2 separate regions of the Mus musculus genome follow, and region 2 is linked to region 1. The links are chromatin contacts, called in public HiChIP or PLAC-seq maps. All regions are on one chromosome and are shown on one strand. The core of a region is the stretch at or near the end of the contact, and the rest is flanking DNA. Distances in the headings are between cores, read along the strand shown.

Region 1 (6,011 bases), core at 1,274-3,773:
AGGTTTGCGCTCATCAGGACTGAAGGGAGGCAGGTGAATAAAGAGGACTAAAGTCTCAATGGGTGTAGTGTTGTCTTGCGTAGTTATTGAATGTTTTGGAACTAGACAGTAAAGATGGTTGTACAACATTGTGACTGCACCAAATGTCACTGAATTTGTACTTCAGAGTTTTTAATGTTATGAATTTTATGCTGTATTTATTTTTTTCCAAAAGAAATGAAAATTTCTGAGATCAACTTTCAAAGAGTCGATTCGAAGCATCTGGTATGGGTCCTAGAGGCATGCGAGTGCCTGGTGATTGGTTCCAACGTCTTGGGTGCACATTTTGAGAGGCATTAACATTGTATTTACGTTCCTTCCATAGTAAACAATCCCCCCCCCCCCCCCCCGCCAGCATATGAGACTGTGTAAGGCAAGGAGAATGTGTAAGAGGCACCTCACAGTACCCTCCAGAGCTTCTGCTTCTTAGCTTGCGAAGCTGCTGAGGACTTTAAATGACATTTCTGCAGGGCCTGGTTACATAAGTGTGCTTTCGGTCTCCCCACTCAAAACTCTTCCCACGCAACACCCGACGTCACAGTTCTGTTCCCTGGTCAAGGTTAATCTCTCCCCGAGCCCTTTCTTCTCATTTGCTTTCAGCATTTTTTCCCCCTTTCTATTGCTCTTTTCTTCTCAGCCAAAAACCAGGCACACGTTTCCGCATCTTAATAATGGGTCTCGCCTGGCCTCTGGGATCGCTGAGAAAACAATTCCCTCCTGCCTTCTCCTTTCATCCTCTCCCCGTGTTAGTCATCAGGGCCACCCTTGGAGAAGTTCATCCATTTCACTGAGGGGAAAATGATACCTCTACCTCGAAGTGAGCTTCCGGTCTTCTCCCTGGCTCCTCAGACCATGCTCACTGAATCCGTGTGGAACCAAAATAGCACCTGGGTGACTGGGAACGCTCCCACAGCCGAGGAAGCTAAGGCAGCAGATTCAGGTCTAGCTAAGTTTGTAACAAACTTAGCAAGGACGTCGTCCTGACTCAGAGTTCTGCTCCATTTAGAGGCAAACTTGATCGGAAGCGACTGGAAATGTGCCCAGAAATCCTCAGAAACCCGAGGTTCAAGGCACTGTACACAGCACTACTGACCTTAGAACAGTTTGCTGAAGTCGTTTTTCTCCGTTTAAGTAGAGAGATATTTTGACATCAATAAGCAAAAAACCACAACCACAACTCAACCCAACCCAACCCAAACAACAACACCCTCCCCCTTCCAACCCCCAATCTCCTCCACCAAAACCAAGCCAGCACCAACAGCCTCATCAGGTAACTTTGACCGGACACACATTGCTGACAGGGTAGGAGGGCGAGCACTGCGTTTACAAACTTCCCCTTTCATTTTTGTTCCAGTATAAACACGTGTCGTCTCCTCTGACAAAGCATTTCAGAACATACACACAGTAAGCTATGTGTTTTCATTTTGAAATCAATTTTCTTGGATTTTTTTTTTTTTAATTGATGGTAAAATAATGACTTGACTTATTTACTCACAGGATTTGTTCCTGACTGGTGACCTACCTCCCCTAAGTGACTGAAGTGCTGTGGACATTTGCACCCTTTGGTTTAGAGGAAGGGAAAACCTAATTTACATCATCTTATTTAAACACTCTGTCCTTTCAGCTAAGCTGCACTCTGATCCAGGCCTCGTGCTAGGCTAGGTGATGGAGACTCCCGAGCTAGAACAGAGATGCCTACATAGCAGTGTTTCAGTCTCACAGTACATTACTCTGTGTGTCTAAAGGTCTCAGCACACCCAGCAGCAAAGCTCAATTCATACAGGAAGCCTAAGCCTAGTTCAATATGATAATATCCCCAAATGTAAATGGATCTCCTCTGTTGGCCAGGCCGCAGACTGTGGAGTCCCAGATGGGGTGGATGGTCCATCCCACATCAGGAGTAGCTGCAGCCCATCTCAGCCTGGGCTCATTCCTCCCTCTCCTGTCTATCACCCCCAGTCTCCCTCCTGATGTTCTAGGCTTTATCCTGCCCTCTGAACACCAGAGTTGAAGCTAAAGGAAATTCCAACTCAGAACAAAACAAAACACCGGCTGCTGCTTCTGAGATTTATGAAGAACCCCGGGTGAGAGAGCAGTAGTTGGAAGGCTCTAGACACTCGTTGAGAGGAGCCAGCACACAAAGTGTCTTCTGCCGCAGGGTTCCAAGGGAATATTTTTCTTTCTACTCACTGCAACAGCTGGTCAGGAATTTCCCTATTTGTTAGGGAAAAGGAATTTGGCAAGGAAAATCCTGCATCTCTTCCCTTCCCCCCAGCAGAAGTCAGCTGTACCTCAGGACAGGTAAAAAAGCAAAGGAGTCAGACAGTTTATTCACTTACAAATGATTCAGGGAACTGAAATTTTCTTTCTGACTTTCCTACCCCCAGGCAGGGAGTTTTGGTAGAGAAACAACCACAGAAGAGTTAACTGGCCTGGATCTCTGTGCCTCTGCTCTCCCAAGATGATCACATTCCATTCTGGAATGCAATGCTGCCGAAGGAGGCCAGATTGGTTCTGTAGGTGGTATGTGCCCCACCTACACACACCCTAGAGTTCTTAGCAAGAGCTGTTTTCCCCAAGTGTTAACTGCTCTTTCTTTCATCCAAAGAATGATTTGTTGAGTGCTCTTCATGCTGGGTATTTTGCAGGTGGCAAACCTTATATTATATAAGGAAATTATAGTGGGCAAAGACTCATAGATGCAACCTTAGTCAATGGGTAGTGCAAATGAGGGACTACGGGGAGGTAAACCAATAGAGACTCAGTATTGCAGCTGCCCCAAACCCAGGACACATAGACTGGCATAGTGGCAGCCCATGTGCTCGAGCCAAAGGATGAGCCAGAAGATCACACATGAGAGGTGAAATCCAGACAGAGGGAGCAGCATCGGCAAAATGCAGTGACAACAGCAGCTTAGCTGATAGAGAAGAATAGAGGGGAAGACAAGTCAGAGATGTGGGGCAGGGGGATGCAGTGTGAGGAGGGAGATAGGAGGAGGGAGAAAGAAAGAGAAGAGGGAGAGTAGTAAGTAATGGGGAGGGGAAGGAAAGAAGGAGAAAGAGGGAAAGAGAATGGGAGGGAGTGAGAAAGGAGGGAAGAAGAGTATGGAGAATAAGAGAGAGAGGGAAGGTAGAGGAGGACAAGAAGGACACACGAGGGAATGATCAATGTATACATGTCAACTTTACATTGCTGTGTACTAGCAGTACAATGTACAAATCCAGTAGCAACGAACATTAAAAAATTATAAAACAATTTCATTTATAACAGCATCAAGAAAGAACAAAACACTCATCAGGAGCGAATTTAACCACAGAAATTCAAGTTTAGGATGTTGAAAATAACAGGACACCATTGAAAGAATTTTCAGATATCTAAATGAAGCAGCTGGTGTTGGGGAACTGGAAGCTATAAGATGTGTTATTCAGAGACCATGTTTTAAGTCACCCCACCAACATCCCAAATTAGTTCTTTGTAGAAATTCCCAGATACACACGGAAACCCACAGGACTTAGCCAAAATGGCGTGGGAAACGAAAAATGAAGAAGACACACTTCCCAAGTTTAGAACTTAGCAAGAAGCGGCAGGAATCAAGGCACTGTGCTACGGGTAGACACATAGATCAATCAGACAGCACTGACAGGTCAGGAGGAGACAGGGCCTTTCTAATTTACAAAGGAGTTTTTCCTACAAAGGAGTTTCTGATGACAGTGCTGAGACAGACTGAAGAATAGATTTCCTGTAACAGTGCCAGCACGCCTGGGTATCCACATGCAAGAGGCTGAAACGGCTCCTCTCCTTCACATCACAATGGGGAATCATCTCAAACTATAAAGAGCCACTCTAAGTGCAATAGCCAAGACTTTCAGAAGAGAAATGCTTGACCTTGGGACAGGCAATGGCTTCTTAGCAATGACAAGAAGACAAAAACAGGAAGTTGAATGTTATCAGAACTCGGTACTTCAAATCACACACTCAAAAAGTGAAAAACAAAACAGAGAGAGAAAAATAAAAAAACCCAAAAACATTCCATAGGACAGGAGAGGATATTCTCAGATCAGAAGGCAGCCCAGAGACAAATGTAGAGCACAGATTAAATACAATTAAAGAAAAAAAAATAGATGCCTGGAGAGATGACTCAGCAGTGAAGAGCATTGGCTGCTCTTCTAGAGGTCCTGAGTTCAATTCCCAGCAACCATATGGTGGCCCACAACTGCCTGTAACAGTATCCAATGCCCTCTTCTAGTGTATCTGGAGAGAGCAAAGGTGTACTCATATACATAAAATAAATAATAAATCTTTCAAAAAAGCAAAAAAATAAGTATGCAAAGCTCACAAGCAGAAACAGACAGACTGCCCTTTGCTCTTTGCAAGAGGTAGCGCACAGTGGATCATCAACCCAAAATGTCAAGGCCTTAAGTATAAAACTCCAGAATGATAACGGAAAAGCGAGATGACCGTAGGTTCAATATCAAAGGCACAATCCGAGAAAGGAGTAGTTGATACCCTGGATCCCACAGAGATCAACACTTCTGCTCTGTAAAACACACTGTCAAAGGAGAAGACAAGCCACGGACTGGAAGAAAGTATTTACAGATGGCGTCTCCATATCTGATAAATGATTTACCCAGAATACACCAGGAACTCTCACAACAAGAAGTGAACAGCCTGGTTTTAAAAATGGGCAAAGAGCTGAGCCAGACTCCTCAGCCTGAGAAGATATAAATGGTAGATAAATGATATTTGATCTCATGCCGTTGAGGAACTGTCAATTAAAGCAACAGTGATATCACACTGAAGACTCACAATGGCCAAGATCCAAAATGACAGAAATTACCGATGAAGCCATGAAGCCCTGGGAACTCTCATGGCTGAGGGTTGGACATGAGTTGGGTGGGGTAGCGGGCTTGGGGGTTGTGGGCAGGACAGTGCAAAATCCTGCCACCACTTTGGAAGACCTTTTTAACACAGTCATATCATGCACCCAGCAAGCATAGTCCCTGATGTTCATCCAAAGGAACTGACACCATGTCTGCGTAAATACTTGAACAAAACCAGGTGGTGGTAGTGGTGCACACCCTTAGTCCCAACACTCAGGAGGCAGAGACTGTTAGATTTCTGAGGCCAGACTGGTCTACAGAGTGAGTTTAGGATAGCCAGAGCTACGCAGAGAAACCTTGCCTCAAAAAACCAAAACCAAAACCAACCAACCAACCAACCAACCAACCAACCAACCAACCAAACAAACAAACAAACAAACAACTCCTATCTCCCCCGTATCCCCCCATGCCCTGACAAAACCCAAAACAAAACAAAACAAAACAAAAACAAAGATACCCTTCAGCAGGTGAGTAGATAAACTGTGGTATATTAACATAAAGGGTATTATTATTCAGCACTAACAATAAACGAACTATTGATACCCAAAAAGACATGGAGAGAATTTAATTGTATATTCAGATCTAAGGAGGTCAATCTGAATACGTTAGGTACCATATGTGGGAAATTCAAACTACAGAGGTAGAGGAAAGATCAGAGATTGGGGAAGAGAGGAATGGACAGGTGAAACAGGGCTTTTAGGGCAGTGAAATGCTATGTATGATGCTATGAGAACTGATACTGGTAAACTCTTGGGGACTTTTGATAGTAATCTCTCAGTGTAGGCTACTGGTTCCAACAAATGTTTCACTGTTTTGGGGGCAATTGGTAGTAGTGGTGCTGTGCATCTGTGGGCACAAGGAAAATGTATACCTCGTCTCAATTTTGCTGTGAACTTAAAGTTGTTCTCAAAACTAGTCTATTTTAAGACACAATTTCCCCCCAGCACAACAAACCATTATTTATATCATAGCATCAGGTACAGTGCTCTCCCCAGAATTTTCTAGGTCAGTTTATGAATGATCAAAGTCATAAAGTAAAATACCTTTTCTAAACACTTACAAAATATGGACCAAAGGGGCTCAGAAGGTGAT
Region 2 (6,011 bases), core at 1,711-4,210, 330 kb before region 1:
CACTCCAGACCTTCATCTAAGACACCTCAGTACGCATCTGCTTTAAAATCTGGCGGTTAGAAACCACCTAAGATCTTTTTTAACAGGGCATGAACAATTTTCAGTTTGTCATTGAAAAGAAAACTTTTAATCTAGCCTTTGAAAGTAAAAAATGCCTTAGCAGTGTGCTTAGTGAGTAATTTTTGAGTACTGTAGTCGTGGTTTGTATTTTAAAAACTCAAGCTGGGTAGCACACTTCTAAAGTTGCTGAGACAGACTTACTCATGATACTCTTAATCCTTAACAAACCCAGAGTCCTGGACGTTGTAGGCAAAAGTGTGTCTCAGACACTCACTCACACTCTGGCTCCCAACTCCATTCTTTGTAACTAAGTTTCATTCATTCAGTTTATTATTATAACAATATACACTTTATAACTATCATGTTCAATACCACAGAGCCAGATTTTTATTTATTTATTTATTTATTTATTTATTTACTTACTTACTTACTTACTTACTTACTTACTTATTTTTTGAGACAAGGTTTCACTATGTAAACCTGGCTGGCCTCAAACTCAGAGGTCTGCTGGCCTCTGTTTCCAAAGATTCAAGTTGTGCGACACCACACTGCACTGGGTTTTTAGATACTCTTATTGATTACTGTTTGGTTTTTGGCAGGTCTCATCTGCCCAGAACCTTGTAGGTAATGGAGGATGACTCTGAACTTACACTACTCTCCTAATTGTTAAGATCACAGACATGGATGGCCACACTTTGGCTTCAGAGACAAATACAGGTCTTGTGAGTACTAGGTACTAATAACTGTCAGACTAGTAAGAGTCGCTGTGCTTCACACAGAGGGGCAAATCTAAGACATACAAGAAAGAACACAACAGGGGGATGACCCATTGGTACACCAGGCACAGGACAGTGCCAAAGGCAGGAAAATTAGCCCTACTCAGCTAGAAGAGGTGTGGTAGTCAAGTCCTGAGATGTAAATAAATAGAAGTCCAAGTCTCATCACATCACCTGGGAGCTACTCTAATGGCCTCCATATTGATTTCTGTAAACAGTCTTATGAATATTCCCAAACATGCAGCACAAATACCATTCCTTTTCAGAACTATCTGCAGAATTATCCCTGAGTTTTAGGTGACCCTTGGAAGGCCCTTCTGCTTCAAGGGTCAATGATATTTGCAGTTGCATCCTATTCTCCCCCTCCTCTCTCTCACCATCGGTCAAAGAGGATTTTTGTGAGACAACTACACCTAAGCAGTCTCCGACCTCTCATAAAAGACCCTCTGTGACCATCTGTCCCTTCTTCTGTGCCATGAAACCGCCATTTCTACAGCGTTAAACATCTAAGGGTGGAGATCCTTCCTTTCTATTACTTCCTTAGTTTACTTTATGTACCAGTACTAAAAAATTACTACCACTTTTTTGGGGAGACAGGGGGTTTCAAGTCAGAGTTTCTCTGTGTAGCCCTGGCTATCCTAGGACTTATTCTGTAGTCCAGGCTGGCCTCAAACTCAGAAATCTGCCTCTGCCTCCTGAGCACTGGGATCAAAGGCGTGCGCTGCTACACTGGGTTTAAAGAATGAGTCTATAACTCCCAACATAGTCTGCTTTATGTGTAGAGCGCATGTTCTTGGGAGTCACAATGAAAAGCCCACACTTGCCTGTCTTCTGAGGAATTTACAGTCAAGGCAAAGCAAGCTCACTCCTGTCCTCAGGTAACACTCATTAACTCAGGGTGGAGTAAAGGCGCACAAATTGAAGAAGTTAGCTTAGGCGTAGTAAGGAAAGTAGCTGGGTGGAAGAGTGCCTGCCTAGCATGCCTGGGCCAATGGTGTCTGGGAGGTGAAGTTCAAGGTCATCCTAGGCGGACTGGCAAATTGGAGGCCAGCCTGAAATATGTAAAACCCTGCCTCAAAATAAAAAAGCTGGGGCTTGGGCTGGATACATGGCTCAGCGGTTAAGAGCACTGACAGCAGCTCTTCCAGAGGTCCCGAGTTCAAATTCCAGCAACCACAAGATGGCTTACAACCATCTGTAATGGGATCTGATGCCCTCTTCTGGTGTGTCTGAAGACAGCTACATATAAATAATAAATAAAACTTAAAAATAAAAAAAGCTGGGGCTGAAAAAATGGCTCAGTGGTTAAGAGCACTGACTGCTCATCCAGAGATCCTGAGTTCAATCCACAGCAACCACATGGTGGCTCACAACCATCTGTAATGGGATCCGATGCCCTCTTCTGGCACACAGACATTCATGCAGATAGAGCACTCAGATGCTTTAAAAATAAAAAAATAAAATAAGAAAGTGGAAGGGAGCTTATGGTGAAGGAGTCTTAGATATTCATTAAAAGAATTTGAAGGGGGGCAGTGGTGGCGCACGCCTGTAATCCCAGCACTTGGGAGGCAGAGGCAGAAAGATTTCCGAGTTCGAGGCCAGCCTGGTCTACTGAGTGAGTTCCAGGACAGCCAGGGCTACACAGAAAAACCCTGTCTCAAAAAACCAAAAAAAAAAAAAAAAAAAAAAAAGTGAAATTAGTTGATGAAGCAGACTCAGTAAAACTAGATTAATTAACTGAAAGATCAAGGTTTTGTATATCGCATGTGTGTGTGGTGCATGCACACAGATGTGTGGGTGCATATGAACACATTGATGCATGTGCTCATGCACATAGGGATGCAAAACACGGGAACAGATGTCTTCTGTCACTCTCCGACACTGCACTGCGCTGAGACAAGGTCTCTCGCTTAACTGAAGCTTGCTTCTTTGGCTAGGCTGGCTGGACAGCGTGGTTTTGACTCTGTTGTCTGGGCACTCAACCCCAGGCTATGCCTGGCTCCTTACATAGGCACCGGAGTCCCCAAGCTCTCCTGCTTGCAGGGCAAGTGCTCTTACCAGTGTGCTTGTTCCCTGCCCCACCCCCAGTGTCTTGTTTTGTTATTGAGACCAAGTTAGTCTCCACCTCCTGGGCTGAAGCACACTTCCTGTTTTGGACTCTAGAGAAGCTGAGACTACAGCCCTGAAGCACCACATCTGACCAAGTTGTTGGGATTACTGTGAGATAAATCGATTATTTTTAAATGGTTCTACCTAAAAACTTAGTTCTAGATAATTAGCTGAATGTAATAAAGAAAGAATTAAGAAGCCAGATGTGGTGGCTCACACCGTGATCCTACACCTGAAGAGACTGAAGCAGGAGGATTGTTATGAATCTGAGGCCAGCCTGGGCCACACAGTAAGTTCCGGGCCAGCCTGGACTATCCAGTAAAACAAACAAAACAGCCATAAAGAATATTGAGGACTTGACCTACAGGAACTGAAGCGGTGAGGCGATAAACAGGGCAGAATGAAGAACACATCTGAGGGGAAAACCTGAAAGGTCAACAAACAGATAACAGAAGGAAAGCCAAAGAAAGACAATGGCCATGTGAGTGGGCCTGTCTTAATATTAAATTACAATTACATCTTCGTTAGATTTATAATACTTCCAAAATATTTTACATACATTTTAAAAAATCCATTCTCGACAACTAATACAGCTGACTAATTTTGCAATGAAACTTACCAAAGCAGGGTACCATCCAGTGCTCTCTGCTGTGGAGGCCACACTTACAACTTTTCCTAATAATTCGTCATTGAGACGCCTCTTATCTTCATCTTCCTCTTCGCTGCTTTCTTCTTCCTTTTCGTCTTCAGTGCTAAGAGTCAGGAGAACCTGGTCATTATCCAAATGTCCATATCCTAGTGTCCCAGACCTAGGCATGTCAGAGTGCTGTGACTTCTGCATGGTCCACTGGCCCCTATGGCTGCCTCTCCATTCTTACTGGGGCTGAGGAGATGGACAGTCTCCTGCCTCACACAAGTAACTGAACCACCTAAGTAAGCAACACTTGAGTTTGCTTCACTGGTCAGTGAATACCTGGGCTTCGGTTCCTCTGCCAGGACAGAGAAGCCTAACTTCTCTGTATCACCTCATTCACTTTTAGAAACACATTACCTGTCTGGTTTTTAATGCCAGGGGGCAAATAATGCAAGTTTAATTTTCTAGTAGGGTATGAAAATAGCTCCCAAAAAGTATATGTGGGTTTATTCAGGTATCTTCTCTGGGGTAATCATTTACTTCTAAGTGTCCATAACAAGCATTAATTATGAGTCTATGCTTTTTAAATAAAAATGAGAATGTACGCTTTTAAAATCATGGTAAATAGTAATCTGACATGCTCTTGAAGCATCCTGAATATGCTGATATCTGCCATTCACTGCACTATGCAGGGCTGTTAACTACTAATGATCTGAGGCACTTGGTCCTTTTCCTCTCACAGACCCGTTGCCTAGGAGCTACCACAGGACTCTTTACTTTCCACACTGACGACATTTCCGTATCTTTAGCTCTAACACCTACAATTGCTTATGTGAGTGTCCTGCACTGAAATATCAGCCTACTCAACTTTTTGAAAGTTACAATTATTAAAGACTATAATACTATGTTATGAGTACAAATACCATTAATGACTTATTAAATAAATGTGCTAAGCACTTGCTACACACTGGAAAACACACACAACACTAGTCCAAACTGCCAAGACACTATCAATCCCATTGTCCTCAGTTATAAACTAGTAATAGGATCCTGTAGAGTGTGTGTGTGTGTGTGTGTCTGTTTCTGTACGTACAAGCGCCAAAGCACATACATACAGGTCAAAGGACAACTTGCATGACTTGGTTCTCTTCTTCTACCATGGGAGATTCAGGAATCAAATTCAAATAGACAGGCTTGGTAACAAGTGCTGTTACCTGCAAACTGCCTTGCTGGCCTAGGAAGACTTTATTATAGCTATGACAACCAAATGTAAGTAAGAAATGAGGCTGGAGGGAAAAGTTACAAAGTCATTGTTTTGCTGTAACAGTGCTGATATATAAGAGGAGCCCCAGTGAGTAATTAAACAAGGAGGAAGGACAGCTTGAGGGGAGCCGCACCCCAGAGGGGAGAAGGGAAGGTGACTTGGAGAACTCTATGCCCAGGAACTAGGCAGGTAGAGCACTAGCCACTCACCACAGGGATGCCAGCAATGATGGGGCAAACAGATGGTGAGTATCTACTGGTGTCCTTACACTGAGAAGAGCACACACCACTTGCTGTCTACACTGAATAACCTTAATCTATAAATGAAAAACCCCTGAAAAACATCTGCATCCACTTGTACTCTTAAATGTCCGTAACACCAAAAGCTAACAACTGTTTTTGGAACTCATGAACCACAATCAGGGAAATGCAGCCACATGCACATGACCTTGGTTAGGATCCTGAAAGGATGCTCTGAAGGCGCCTAGGACAACAGCTGGGCCTGAAATGCTGAGAGTGTGAAGTAACAAGATGCCACAAAGTAAACTGTGAGGCAGGTAGATCAGGCCTGGCCCAGGACTGTGGACCACTAGGCAAATGGTCAGGGGTTTGCCTGTGGGTTCCATAGTTTACATATGTGAAACTCAATGTTCTAATTATGATATCAGTATTTTATATAAGACCCAAGAATTGTGATGCTGTTTTCTTCCACAGGGCTCAGTAAAATTATGAAACTGAAAACTAATTATGTATATACAAAAAGATGGAAAGATAAGGCAAATAGGGCAGAAATAGTAACACTGTTGAATCTAGGCAAAAGACATATGGAGACTGTTTGTATTGTTATTTTTAAATTCAAAATTATTTGTAAATCAGTCAGTGGTGACACACACCTTTAATCCCAGCACTCAGGAGGCAGAGGTGGGCAAATCTCTGAGCTCAAGGCTAGCCTGGTCTACAGAGAGAGTTCTACTAGGGCTACAGCGAGAAACTCTGTCTCAGAAAAAACAACAACAGCAACAACAACAACAAAATTTGTTTTTAAATAAAAAGATAAAAAAAAAACTACAAGTAATTACTTAATAAAGGAAAACCTTGCCAATTAAAGATTTCTGTCAAAGCAAATTAAAATAGTATTTTGGGAAGTGGAATTTTCATGATGTCTGTAA

The links. HiChIP or PLAC-seq counts read pairs in DNA pulled down with a chosen protein or histone mark.
Region 2: a contact with region 1 is called in an H3K27ac HiChIP or PLAC-seq map of embryonic stem cells, with 5 read pairs. The contact joins two enhancer-like sites.

What each region holds. Positions count from the first base shown.
Region 1 is chr12:70,709,038-70,715,048 of GRCm38.p6, reverse strand. No RefSeq gene overlaps it. Among named protein-coding and RNA genes, the nearest start is that of Gm32322, 18 kb to the right of the region's middle. Within about 2 kb of position 2,523, at least 165 of the 459 cell types and tissues checked have an H3K27ac peak or open chromatin away from gene starts, as enhancers often do. A contact at or near this core is called in embryonic stem cells, where this site is marked.
Region 2 is chr12:71,037,525-71,043,535 of GRCm38.p6, reverse strand. Arid4a (AT rich interactive domain 4A (RBP1-like)) reads right to left here. Exons shown (of 24, transcript NM_001081195.1): 8 at 3,565-3,697. Among named protein-coding and RNA genes, the nearest start is that of Arid4a, 25 kb to the right of the region's middle. Within about 2 kb of position 2,960, at least 73 of the 459 cell types and tissues checked have an H3K27ac peak or open chromatin away from gene starts, as enhancers often do. A contact at or near this core is called in embryonic stem cells, where this site is marked.